Linked DNA regions of Dromaius novaehollandiae: region 1 is linked to region 2. Evidence: chromatin contacts called from public Hi-C data. All regions are on one chromosome and are shown on one strand. The core of a region is the stretch at or near the end of the contact, and the rest is flanking DNA. Distances in the headings are between cores, read along the strand shown. Region 1 holds the start of KCNH1 (potassium voltage-gated channel subfamily H member 1). Region 2 overlaps KCNH1 (potassium voltage-gated channel subfamily H member 1).

The links. Hi-C and Micro-C count contacts between places; a contact is called where the count stands out from the background.
Region 1: a contact with region 2 is called in a Hi-C map of liver, with 6 times the contacts expected there. The contact joins the promoter of KCNH1 here to the enhancer-like site in region 2. A contact is called at or near these places in 2 of 4 Hi-C or Micro-C datasets (brain and liver).

What each region holds. Positions count from the first base shown.
Region 1 is chr3:102,796,510-102,803,825 of bDroNov1.hap1, reverse strand. It overlaps KCNH1 (potassium voltage-gated channel subfamily H member 1), which reads left to right and starts at 1,712. Exons shown (of 12, transcript XM_064509627.1): 1 at 1,712-1,821. The coding sequence starts at 1,749.
Region 2 is chr3:102,657,249-102,664,055 of bDroNov1.hap1, reverse strand. All of the region lies in intron 10 of KCNH1 (potassium voltage-gated channel subfamily H member 1), which reads left to right. Among named protein-coding and RNA genes, the nearest start is that of KCNH1, 140 kb to the left of the region's middle. Within about 2 kb of position 1,980, at least 2 of the 2 cell types and tissues checked have open chromatin away from gene starts, as enhancers often do.

The DNA of each region.
Region 1 (7,316 bases), core at 463-2,962, 140 kb before region 2:
CTGGGGAAGCTGTCGGATAGCTAAGATAGCTTCAGGTTGTTTTTGTGCTGCTGAAGCTAGCAGTAGCTAGATAACCTGGCTCTTCGTATGTACAGTTCTTAGGGATAGATTTAGATGTGTAAAGATGCAAATACTTCCATGGGATTTTTCAAAATCCAACATTTCAAAATTTGGATTCTATTTGCAACTTCAGGTGCTTGATCATCTCTCCTAACTGCCTCTCTCTGGCAGTAAATGCAGGGATGGCCAGCATGCAGTTCAGTTCATGAACAATTCAAAAGCAGCTCCCATGATGCAGCTACTTCACATGCCTGACAGCTGGCTGGGTCATTCCGGGATTTTAGGAGTCATCCAGATCTCCAGCTGTGAGACAAGCAAGGCAGCAGCGGCTGCTGAGGCCGTTGCCCTCGCTGGGACACTCTGGGACTCACGGGTAGCTCATGCTGCAGTGAAGTTGTCACCTGCCTGTAAAATAACCGCAGAGCTCTTCCACCCCTCAGCTCTCCAAGATACGGCGGCTGCATGCCATCATCTTTCGGTTATAGCCACAGGCCAGTCTGCCTGGCTAAACCGAAGGGCCCTGAGACCCTTCCCGGGCCGTACACCACATGGCGCGGCACAGCTCATTTGCAGAGCTGAATGCTCCTGCGTCCCCAAACAGCGCGGCTGCGCTCAGGCCAGCCGTGGTGGTCTCGGCGGTGCTCTGACCTCTGCCTGAGCGCCGTCAGGGAGAGCGCGGGCTCTGTTTGGGATGCTGCTAGCAATTAAAATGCCTGGGTGGCTGTGGACCATTGTCCTGGTCTTGCTTTATTTGCTAGTATTGTAAAAATCATGTTTTTTTCCCCTACGTGATCACACAAAAGTATATTATTGTCTTGGACATGCCCTGAGATGCAAAGTCTGTAGGTACTGCACTTAATGAGGCATTACAGCAAGTCACTGCCAACAGCAGCAAGAAAGCCTGTTGTTAAAAAGATCTGAGTATTTCCCATTTACTGATAGATTGGTAAAGGGGAAAGAACAAAGCAGTTTAATCCCTGAAGGAAAAACCTTTGTAAATTAAACATTTCAGAGACATCAAAGATGTTAAGACCTGTCAAAGGTTATATTTAAATACTTTATCACATTGACTGAGCTGTTACTGGTTTGACCACGTAACACTTAGTAACCTTTTGAAAAAAATCATCTTGGGAAAGAACCAAACCTAAGGTGGGATGACAGAGGCAGTCACCAGCAGCAGGCCCGAGTCAGCTGGAGTGGGAAACCTCTGCTGCTTCACGGCGCGTCGCACCTAGCCCCGGAGGCCCTGGCGCCTGGGCGCCGCCGGTGCTGCAGGAGGGGCCGCTGCCCCCCGCGCGGGCAGGCTTCCCTCGGGGCCGCCGCGAGGGCCCAGGCCCCGCGGCCGTTGGCCCCGCGGCCGTTGGGGCGCCGTTCCCGCCGCTCCTCGCGCGCCCGCTCCCGGCCCTCAGCGGGCGCCGCGCCGCCGCCAGACGATGGCGCTGCCGCACCGGCCTTGCGGCGGGCGGCGACGCGGCGCCGGGCGGCAGGGAGCGCTGCGGGGAGGTCCGGCGGCGGCGGCGGCGGCGGCGAGGCTGCGGTGCGCGGGAGGCGGCGGGCGGGCTGATGCCGCACAGCCGTGCCGGTTCCGGCGGAGGCATGAGGCGCGCGGGGCGCGGGGCGGCAGCGGCAGAGCGCGGCGTCGCGCGGCCCTGAGCGGAGTGCGGGCGCGGCGCTCCCGCAGCGCGACGATGGCTGGGGGAAGGCGGGGGCTGGTGGCGCCCCAGAACACGTTTCTGGAGAACATCGTGCGGCGGTCTAACGGTGAGCGGGGGCGGGCGCCGCTGCCCCCCAGCCCCCAGCCCCGGGCAGGGACCGGGGAACCGGCGCGGCGCGGGAGGCGCTCTCCCCGCGGGGCGCCCCCGCGCCGAGGGGCGTTGAGCCCCGGCCGCTCCGAGGCGGTGCCGCTGGAGCGGAGCCGCTGCCGGGCTGCGCTGCCCGAGTGCTGCGGGGAGCCCCTGCCGCCGCCGCCGCCCGGGGAGCCGGTGCGCCGAGGGGGGCGGCCGGCGGCGGCTGCAGGTGCGCCGGCTCGGCGGGGCTGCGCCTCCAGCCGGGCGGGCTTGCCGGGGGGCGCCCGGGGGCAGCGGCCGGGCCGGGCCGGGCCGGGGGACGCGGGGCGCCGGCGGGGGCCGTGGCGGCGAGGGCAGCGCGGGTTGGGCCGCCGAGGTGATGCGGAGATCCAAGATGGTCTCTAGGAGGGGAAAAGCCGGCGCCGGGCGATGGGAGAGGGCTGCTCGTCTGAGTTGGACGGAAAGGTTCCTCATAAGTGAGGAGAGAGAGTTTGCCATTTTGAGGACTGAGGGGAGATAAATTTTTATTTACTTACTTATTTATTTTTTGCTAGTGTGCTGTAGCCAGGTCTTTCTCTTGGAAAACTGTGGAGTGGAAAATGCCTCGAATTTCACAATTGCATGCAAATTGACATTAATGTTATCCAGATTCTTTCGCTTGGAGACTTAGCAAAAGCTGCTCCCTCAGTAAGCCTGCGACCGTGAGGGCATTTATGCATCTGTTCAAACCTAAGCATGTGCATTTCTTAGAGCTCTGAGCCCAAGTTCTGCCATTTTTAATGCTTCCGTTGACTTCAATGGGGTTACTTAAGGGATTAAGAACTTATGGTGTGATGAAGAATATGCAGGATCAAGCTCCTTATGAAGGCAAGACAAGATGACTTAATTATTTAAAAAAACATAGTCAATTTTGTTCTGATAAGGCAAAGACAACTCTTTTGTTAAGCAGCTAAACCCTCAAATTATCAAAGGACTGCAAAGGATGGTTTGCAAGTCTTTTTTTTAATTATGGGCTATTATTGGAGAAATAGCCTTTGATAAAAACCAAGACGAACATATTTTCACATAGAATTGCAAGACTCCATATATAGGTTGTTTTCCTCCCCAACTTTCCTATAGAAAGGGTTGAAAACTGCGTGTCTGAAAAAATACCAGCCATCCTTATGGTGAATCCTGCCGTCTGCTTTGTAAAATGAAATGTTGCATTTCATTACATGCAGACTGTTCCTCTGATCTTCCAACACCAGTTATCTAATGCTTTTCTCTAGCTGCCTTGGGTTTGTGAATAATTTTCTTCGTTAAAAACCAAATTTCTCCACTGACTTTTAGTGCTAAGAGCTTAATTCAACAAATCAGTTGAGGGCTAGAGATGGGGGCGGGGGGGGGGGAAGGTCATGCAGTAGTAGCTATGCTCTGTTTTTCCCCCTCTTCCCTGGTTATTAAGACTGTGTCATAACAGAGCCTGGTGCTAGACGGCACAGGTAAAACGGCAGCACTCAGTTTCCAAATGCTCAGCAAGTCCTGAGGGCTGTAATAAGTACAAGTTTTTAGATTAAGTCTGATAGGAAGTGATGCACAGTTCAGACGTATTAGGAGAAGCTTTGGGAAGTGAGTCAGGTTTAGAAGCCCATTCCTTCTATAATGTGCCTTCTAGCTTTTGCTGGGCCCAGTCTAGCTGTGTTGTAAATGCGATGGCATCACATAAAATTGCTCTATGAATCAGTTCAAATGTGGGACCTTCAGCCTCTTCTAACCTTCATCTCTTTCAATGTAGCCTCCTTTCTCTCTGCATCTGGCTTGACTGTGTTGGTCAGCATGGGGGCAGTATGGAGACGTTCCAGTTCCTTGTTGCCTCTTTCTTCTTGGCCAGCCTACTTGGCCTTTGGGATGCCCACAGGAGGAGCGCTTAAATGGGCCTGTAAAGTTTGAGGTTTGGCTCCTCCTTCTCGGTTTCATTCAATTGGGTAGTAATGTGACCCACAGTGAAACTCTCTAGGTCATTTGGGATTTGCCAAATAAACCTTGGGCTTGTTGTCAAATTGTATTTTCTGGCACCTGCAAGTTAGGTAGTGCCAACAGATATTAAATTGATATGGATATATGAATATTCCCACTTTGAGGAGGATTCCCTTTCTCCTATGGGCTTGTTGTCAAATTGTATTTTCTGGCACCTGCAAGTTAGGTAGTGCCAACAGATATTAAATTGATATGGATATATGAATATTCCCACTTTGAGGAGGATTCCCTTTCTCCTATGGAAGGAGAGGAATTTAGTCATAGAGCTGAAACTGATACTGGACAAGTGTTTTACGTGTGGTACTTGTACATCCATCACAGTTGCAGATGAACTGCAGAAAACACTCTCTTGCTATGTGTTGTACACTGGGGGGGTTAACTCAGTGAAAGGGGCCTTATGGTAATAAAGTAATTGGCATGCAACCACTTTCGGAAGCACTACTCTAAAGACAACACTAATTATGCCATTTTTACCAGTAATTTAGCAAGTAATTCTTTGGACAGCATTTTATATTAGATGTGAGACTGGCAAGATGATTAATGGCTAAAGGTAATAGCGTATGTAAGCATGCTTACATGAGAGGTTGAGAGTTTTTCCCTTAGGGTTAGAATTTTGTTCATATTTATATTGCACCATCTGCAGCAAGATATGCTCCAAACTCCCATAGTCCGAATTGTCTCCTGAAGAGTTTTTAGGGGCAAGAGCTTCTCCTTAGGTTGCAAATAAACTGAGAGAGACCACTGGTTCCTTAGGTTCTCATTCACTAAATGCCAGCCAGAGGACTATGTTACAGTTAGAAGCTGCAGTGTATTTCCTTTCCCCATGTTGAAGTAAAGAAGGAATTAAGAATTTCTCCGTCCATCCTTGAATTGCTTCTGGGATGGGATAGCCTGAAGACAGCGCGCATGGGAAAGGATATGTAAAGTTTCATCAGCTTAGACCTGTGGACCTCATCTGGTCCTCTGTTATTTCACCTCACAGGAAGATATGTTGGATGGAGTGTGAGTGTAATAACGTTCTTCCTTCTTTGGAACGAGCATCTCCAACATCCTGTAGAAAGTCTGGAGAAAAAATCCGAAGGAACTGGGACACTGTAATCCTGCTTGCCTTGTATTTAATATTTAAAAGCTTTTTTTTTTTTTTTAACCAACTGTGTAGAATTAGAAAAATAAATGTTGCGTGTACTGCTTGGTTGACAAAAATTTGTTTGAAGCATTGAAATATTTAAAGACTAGAACATGAATGGGACAAAAAATGAGTCCAGGCTGTAAAACAGTGCAGTATGTAAAGAATCACTAGCCCCTGATGGTTACTGCTAATGTGATACTAATGTCCTCGGGTAATGTAATACACCCAACAGTATACAAAGCACTATAACAATAATAGTTATAATCTTGATTCATGGCCAAGGTACTCAATTCAAATGATGCAGTAAGTTATAGAGAAAACTAATTTTATGTGATATTTAATGCTTTATCAATAATTGGAGTCAAAAATACTTTAGGTTTACGTAATTGCTGTCTGGATTCTGCAGTCCTTCCATGGTCAAAATTCCCCCTGAGATGCATGAGAATTTTTCGTATGGAAGGATGACAAAACCAGGCCTTGTGTTTGCACAGCTTTGGAATTTCAGTGGAAGTCGCAGGCATTTTTCTTGTTTATTGATCAAACAAGGAGGCTGGAGGAAGGGCAAGTTTGAGGGTATAGGGCTTGTGTGAATGTCTTGCTTCCACTAAGAACACCCTAAGGAGACACCAGGTGTGGAAGCAAACCTGCACCCTTTGGAGAATGAGGTGGGTCCCCTGTAGAAGGAAAGAAAAAGCACTTTCAGACACAGATCCTGAGAACAGCTGCTGTTTTCATGGTTTATGGCATTGCTTCCAGTGGAGGCTGTAAAGTCCCAGTACAATAAACATTCTGCAGCCTGGCCCTCCCAATCTTGTACCCTTGTCTGAGGCCTATGAGAGAAGTTCGTTCCTTATAAACAGCTCTGAAAGTGAACAACCTGCTTTTGTCTTCAGCTAGAGGGAAATGCAAAAGAAACTGACATACAGAGTGAGAAACTAAACTGAGTTGTATTTTCATATTTTTGCACTTGAATAAAGTATTCATTTAAATGAAGTGTTGATAACCAATCCTTAACCTGACAGCGCTGTGTCTGCTGCAGCTTGGCTCTGCCTGCTTTCACTGCAGAACCGAAAGCAGTGAGGAGCACCATGTGGAGGCACAGACCTGGCTGCAGCTAAGTCAGTTTGGGTCTGGAAGCAGTGTAGGCATGTTTCTCCAAAAGATGAGGTTTGTTATCTTAGGTGTTGTAGGTCTAATCACTTTCAGACTACTGAGTTGTTACAGCAGTAGGACACACTAATATCAATGTGACAAGCTCTGCATCGCTCTTACCTATGCAAAGTAGACACATCTAGAATGGCTTTAGTTGTAGACTGGAGTTCTGCCATTTGTAGGAGTCACTGAGTCTTAAAGTAAAGAAGGGTGCCTAGGGTAGTCAGGTCTTGGGCACGGCTGAGGTACTACTTACCAACATGTTCAGTGAATAACATCAGTCAGTAAGAAAGTATTTTCATAATGAAAACAGAACTGCTGCTGTTGAAATAAGCAAACATGTTTTGGGGTGCAATAAGCTTGTCTCTTCCTTCTTGATGGAATATATTCGGCTTTCTGCCAGTTCACAAATTTCCGTAATGTACACTGGGTCTTCAACCAATGTTGGGTGAAATTCAGTCTTTGGAGAGGACCAGCTCAGAAGTCTTGTGCTGCAGGTAAATTAAGTCCCAGTGTGATCTAGCAAGGTTCTGTTGAATAGGGAAACGTTTTAGTGATTGTTTTGGATGTAAAACTACTGAGCAAACAAAGTTAACTGTGCGCAGGGAAGGGCAATATTGATGTATTCCTTATGAGATGCAGTGTCTGGGTTAAACTATCCTAACTCTTTAAGGCTCCCAGATGGGCTGACTTGGAAGGCTGGAGCAGACATCCAGGAGGTTTTCTGCCCCTTGCTGCCAGTTTAGAGTCTCATCCATCTTTTCTTGACCATCACTTGACTTCAGTGCGCTAATTTCAGCATAAAAAAATCAATGTAAATGTTTAGAGGGGTCTGGGCCTAGAGAACATTTTTATCTTGCACAGAAAGCATGTGGCCAAAGCCTCAGCTTGCACGGAAAACTGCTGGGTCAGTAATAAAATGGTGTTGTATGTACAGATTGGTCGTAGTGGAAGATTTTGTTTCTCTTGCGTTACTGTGGCTTGCCCTGTGCAGAGTGAATTTTATCCTCTACAAATCTGGCATCTGATGGATGAACCAATGAAGTACTCGCGTCCATCTCCTTTTGTATCTAATCCTACAAGACTCTTGTGTATTCAGAATTCCCTCTAGAAACATCTTTATCCAGATAAAGTCCATGAGTGTGGGGTTTTTTATTAGCACTGATTAAATC
Region 2 (6,807 bases), core at 731-3,230:
AACAGCTACCTAAGGGCTCAGGCTAATCACCGGTTTAACTCTTAAAGTTTCAATCTGACTGCTAATTAGAAACATATAAATAAAGCACAGACTCCTTAGCTTAAATATGTTTTTTTTTTAGTGCTCACAGTGTTACAGACAAATATGGATGTAAGACAGTTTTAGTCTTCCTACGTACAAATTGTGAACTTCAGAAATCACAAGTATGCCATCAGGTGTCTTCTTTTTTCCCCTTGTCTTAGCTTTAATCTCTTTTTATAGCTAACTTACAGAATCTTCAAAACTTCTCTGTGATTGTGCTATTAGTTCACTCTGATTTATAACTTTTTGATAAATCTGAAATTCTGTGCAATCAAATCATTTATTGTGTATCTCTTAGCTACTATGGCAGTGGTCTCGATGGAAATTATCTGGCTTCTCCTTTTTGGCCAGATGCTTCTGATTTTGGCATGCTCAAATCTTTGATTGTCTAATTTGAGATTTTTTGGACCTGGTTATTAGAAAAGCTGTGACATTTCTGCAGCTGTAGCCATACCTGTGTCAAATCAGAGGTCTAAAATGGACATGGTCAAAACAGAGATCACTTTGGAAAAGCAGACTGTGACCTTTCTCTGACTGAGTTTGCAAACAGGTAAAATAGGAAAGCTGTGCCATCTGTTCCACAGAGAAGTAACTGTTCTGAGGCTTAATTATGTTTTAGATTGCAATAACAAATATAATGAAGGTAGGGAGAATTTTTTAGTTAGTGACTCTCAATAGGTTTCATCATTTAGAACTTTATGGAAGTACACAGAGGGTGAGCATTTAAAAATTGTTGAACTAAAATGATATAGGGAAATTGATGAGTGATTCGTTAAGCTGTTGTTGTTCAGATTTATTTCCATAGAAGAAAAGTGTAAGAACTCCAGTTGAGAGGACAAATATTCTAGATAGGCATAGAGAAATGATTGTGCTCTACGTGTACATTAAGGCATGTCTCTCGGCCAGTGGGCCTCTAAATAATGATGAACACAAACCCTGGAAGAAATCACATGAAGACAGACACATTTCATCTTTTCAGAGCTTCTTCAGTGATAGGTGGCATTTTGAAAAGCTGGAAATGGCAAGTCAGATCTGCTTTATTTAAGAAAAAGGACTGCTCAACAAACTCTAGAGCTCTACTCCTCTACAGAAATGTAAAGGAAGATCTGGGAACATTGCTAGATGGGAGATACAGAGAAGAAAAATTGTATGCAACTGTATGGGCTGAACTAAAGTATTGCTTTTAGTTGCAGACAGCCTTGTTGCTAGAAAAATGTAGGCAGACAAACTGAAGGAAGCTCAGTAGAAATTCAGTATTTGAGTTGGATGGAAGGTAACATATTAGTAAATAGCTTTGAACATTTTCTTTTTAAAAAATCAAGTCTTTCAATGCAGTATACGTCAAAATACAAATAGTGGACTGGAGTCAAGAAAGCAAAAAAAATCAGTTGCCAGAAAGCAAAAGCAAAAGAAGCGTCAGTTTATATTCAGGTTATATTGATGTGGAGAAATGGAACAGAGTAGCATTAATGTTTGGTGTTATATCATAGGTATCACAAAGCTGAAGAGTTTAAGAATAATCTTTGAAGAGAGGGGAATGTTTTACAAGCTGAGAACATGCAGTGAGCTAAATTGGATGGATGAGTAAACAGCTACAAGCCTGGATAACACCAAATCATATTTTGTCATTTTTTTCAAAAAGCAAGGGAGTTTGTTAGATTCTGTTCTAGTAATCTGAGAGAAAAAACGGCGCAAGTAGGTGCCCGTGTACATTCATGACCTGCTGTTCCTGTACCTGAATGTTTAGTGAGTTCAGCTTAGGTGTGTGCTTTCCTTTGGAGACTTTGGCCCTGCCTGCTCCGTGCTTACGCTGTTGGGCATCAGTGTGTTGCAGGGCTGAGCGTGGGGCTGGGCGGGAGCTCGCGGCGGCGTCTCCGTCCGGTGCTCTCCTCCTGGCCAAATCCACTCGCTCCCAGAGGCGGCGGTGTTGTGGTGTGGGAGCCCGAGCCGACCGGGTTGAGCTGGAGGGGAAGAGGAGCAGCTGGTGCTGCCGGCTGAGCCAGGCTCTGCCTCCTTTACTACTTTAGCGTAAAACCTTGCTCTGTTAAAGAGAGTGGGAATATTTGCAGAGTAAGGTACCTCTTAATGCTAATAAGAGAGCCTGAGTCTAGTCTTGTATTAATATTTATTTAGCACCACAATGTTAAGTGAATACTGCTCTAGAGTAGGGAAGCTATTTATTTTTCACATAGCAGAGGCATTTGGAAAAACAAGAGATGGTAACGCAAAGCTTTTCTGAGGAATGAGCGGCATGAATTTTGGACATGCGTGTAAGAAATGCTATAAGAGCATACTGCTTTCTGCTTTGTGGGTGGAAATTAAAAACAAATAATCTGTGTGTCAGCAGGATAGCAGAAAATAATTTTGGAGCCTGCTGTTGTTTTCAGATTTATGTTTATATTAATTTACTTCTCCATTTTGAACTCAAAGCATAGCTAGTAGGACTGTAGGCATTATAATACTTTACAGTAATGCCTGGGTTCTTTAAAAGACTAAAAAGAAAGGATATTTTAATCTGGTTTTGGAATACACTACCTAGCTGACCTTCAGTCATTTTTCCTCCTTCCCACCGGAAGGATGAGGTGTCTGAGTGGGGAGTATGAGTGGGTATGTCAAAGCAGAGGTCTTGTTTTGTAATTCAGAAGAATTTTTCCTTCCGGAACATACGATTTCTTTTCTTTTAAAATGTTCAAATTGCTTTTCCACTGAAAAAGCATTTTTACTGTAGCCTGCGAAACTGTCATAACCACCCTGTTTCTCACGACATGGCTGAAAATATGTGACTGGGTTTGTCCATGGAGCCAGTGGATGGAATCGGATTTGTTCGCTATTGCTGAGGGAGGCTGAGAGACTTTATGAAAAGTACCTTTTAACCAAACCTTTTGCGCTTTGTTCATCGTGAGATGGCTAGCGGGGAAATCCCCTGGTTAGAAGGACAGCAGAGAGGATGGGTTGTAGTTTGGAATAATTCGGAGAATATTCACGAAAAGCAGTATGATAAAACTAAGCATGCAACATTTGATGCACAGACTAAATGCTGCTGCCCTGGACAAGTCATCTTTCACGTGGCTCTGGTTTGGGCCAGAGATGAGTTCCAGGGAGAAATGAGAAATAAAAATGAACATACTGGTTGATAATTGTGTGAATAGCATTGAGTGAGTCGTGCAAAGCCAGCAGATGTCAGCTATTGGGTTTCTCCCAGTTCACTTTTGCACAAATAGCAATTGTGCCTGTGAACAAGCACTTCTGCCTGTTACTCTGTGGAGGTCAAATTATTTCCTACATAGATATATGCTCCTATATCACATGCTAGTTGGTGAAATTTCCTTGTCTGGTGTATTTCAGTGCAAGTGCAGTGAGAACAAAGAAGCCTCCTGGGTGTCATTATTTTATACAAATTAGTTGTGATAGCAAAACACAAACTTCAGGTGCTGCTTAGGTCATTACTGGTGGCATGTGTTAGATCATGAAAAAGCACCCCAAAATAAATGGAAGTCACTGCGCCCATCTGTTCTGGACAGATCGTTGAAGAATATGCTGTAAAAAAATAAAAACAAAAACAACCTTTTATTGGCTTAGAAATGGAGTAGGTGGTTAGATAGTTCTTTTCCTATTTTTAACAGTGAGATGGCAGCCAATGTTACCCGTTTTGTATAAGTGAAGACTGAAATAGGATTATCACAGCTCTGTACAGTTCAGAATTGTATTTTCAGAGAACTAAAATCATATTGGAGATGTGGACTTCAATTTCCATGGCATGGGGATGAAATATGCAGGGTGGCCAATGCAGATAAAATCTGTTTCCGTGCTGCTGTTGGGCATTTGACACAGGCATATTCTTATCCATGATGAATGCATCTAGTTGTGTTTAAAGTTTAGCACCCTTGTTTGCTTTTTACACAAAAGTATGGTCACCAGTGATCACGATTAGCGGCTACTTTGCTTTGTTGCTTGCTGCGTATATAGGAGCAACACGCACATTTGGCTGAACTAACATCAAGATATATCAGAGCCCAGAAATACAGTTCATCCATGGTGGTAGCAATGGAAAACACTAAAACCAGCACTTAAAAGCAAAAGACTTTGTCATATGTTAGTTATTCTCCCTTTTGTCCTAAAAAACTAGCAACCCAGATTTCTTCCATAAATCTTACAAGGAGCAGGAGAAAAATCTTAAAAGAAATAAATGAAGGTGAACATTTTCTTAAACTTCAGAATATTTTTTAAAGTTATGGTCATTTTTCCAGAAGTTTTCATTCCTGCATCTTTTAAATGAAAAGTTCTATTTCCCCTCTTCCCCAAATTAATTTCAAGATAATTAATTTTAACAATATTTTTGAACCATCTCTGATATATTTTCAGTGATCAATTTCAATTTTTAAATGATCATAAAATGTTCATGGTGGGCTCATTTATTGCCTGGGTTTCTTTTGGTTGCTTGTGAGTTATGCCACTGACAGTTTCAGAAACAGAAGCCGCAGATCAGCGTTCTGCTTGTATTACATTGTACTGGGGAGCTGAGCACTCCTGATACAGGTATCAATTTCTTTGAGGTTATTTTAAAGTGTCTTTGATACAGAAGTGTGTTCCTTGGTGTAGAAGTTGTTGTTTAACTGACAGCTGAGTTCAACACCAGTTTTTTAAGAACAAGAAACTACTCGTCTGAAATAAATATGGAAACCAATGCACAGAGCAAGGGGCTTGCATATAAATATTTCATAAAATGTGGTGATGCCATTTTGCACCACTTTCTTTCCAGCATGGTCTGCATTGTAAGTCTTCAGTATATTATTATAAAAAGTAAACTCTGCTTTTTTCCTCTACAGTTTTGAGTGTTTGGGTTAAATTTTTTCTTTCAGAAAAAATGCATATTGCTAGAATATGAACATCTGTATCCCTATAGGATACCAATGTGCTTCTAGAACCGTGTTACTTAACCCGGTGTTTTTGCCATTTTTTCTAACAGCTTGCTTAGAATTGTTTGGCCAGTGTGTGTGTTTTCCAATATCCCATGAGAACATTCCAGTGAGGAACAAAAAGATTCTTGCAGAAAATAAAGTAGACTTATTAAACCATAAAGAATGAAATTAAAAAAACTGATATAAAGTTGTTTCCCCCCCATTTCTTTCAAGATAACCAATCACAGCCAGGGTAATTTTCAACCTATTTTTCTTGAAATGTAAAACAGTGTCATAGTACAAACATTAAACTGGAATTAGGGGGTGGTGGCTGGATATTTATTATACATAGTACGCCTACTCCTTTAATGATAGGTTTTGACATATAAAATTAACAGAATCCATACCTCGTCAGCACTGAAAAAGAAAGCTGCTTGCTGTGTTTCTTAATTGATTTATTAGTTCTAAAAGCATCTAATAATGCAAGAGCAAAATGCTTATCTAATAAATGACATCTGTAATGAATTAGTTAAATTTGGTTACCGTCAGTAGTATTCAAACCAGTTATTTTGTCAACAATGCTACAAAAAAAATTGTACAAAATGTACAGTAGATTGGACCATCTTCAGCTGTTGTTAAACCAGAGCTTTGGTGAGCTGCTGAATACAGCGAAGAGAGTTAGCTGAAGTGAACAAGCTGTTTCAAGCATTTTGGGGGAATATTCTGAGTAGAAGAGTTGTGATGGAGGATGGCTGCGTTCCTGGCCGTTCAGGGCTGTGCAGAGTACAGCATGGTTAACACCTTGCTGTCCCACCAGGCATGATAAGGAAGCCAGATATAAGACTTTGGCTGCTATGTGCTGCCCTGTATTATTACTAGTATCCCCCCTAGAGTATCACTGGAATACATTCTGTTTGGATTATTGAGATACTCCAGCTGTTTCAGATTGCAGGCTAGAGATCCTGGGTGTGGGTGACCCCCTACATTATTCGTCATCAATGTTGTCGCCTGAGCCTCCTCTCCCTACTTCTCTATAATGACAGCAACTTCTCCTTGGTTCCCACCTCTACTCTTACTTGCCCCTTTTTTCCTTCTTGCACATACATCTTCTAAATGCCACTCTCCATGGTATCCTCTAGATAAACCTCAAAGGACTTATTCATACAAAAATTACTTCTATTAACCTAGATCTTTGTATCATGTGTATCTCTTCTTTTGCCATTCCACCAAGCGATGAAAGGGATGAAAGATAATATAATGTGAAGCTGCTGTGATTCTAGTTTATGTTTTTGAATGTTGATATGTAGATGAGATCTTTCCACAAACCTGAGCAGAGCCAACTTGGTTGAGAGGCTTTTGTCATTACTACAGTCTTGTGTTTTCTCCGCTGATAAATTCGACTTACCCATACTTACTACGCACAGGAGATACTGGTCTGTAATGCTTTAGAGAAGTCTGCTTTATCTCAGAATTATCTATAGTCTGGCAGACACTGTTTTCAACTAGTTCATAAACCAAGTAGATTTTAAAAACCTCCATGAACTCTTAGTACTACACAGATAGTAGTAATTAGTGGCATTATCTTGTGTGTTTTCCAGGTTAGGCAATTCTGAAAGAGGAGCTGGTGCTGGACAAGGGAGAGATCATTCCACCCTTAGCAGGATGTTTGAAATCACATTAGTGGCTTTTATCAGTAGTACACAGTGTGCAACACGGGCCCTTGCAATGTTGTTAGAATTTAAGAGCTTTTAAGAGTGTAGAGATGGGAACTTGGATAGGCAACTTGCCTGACTAATTCCTGTGGAACTGAAGTCATTGATGTTAACAG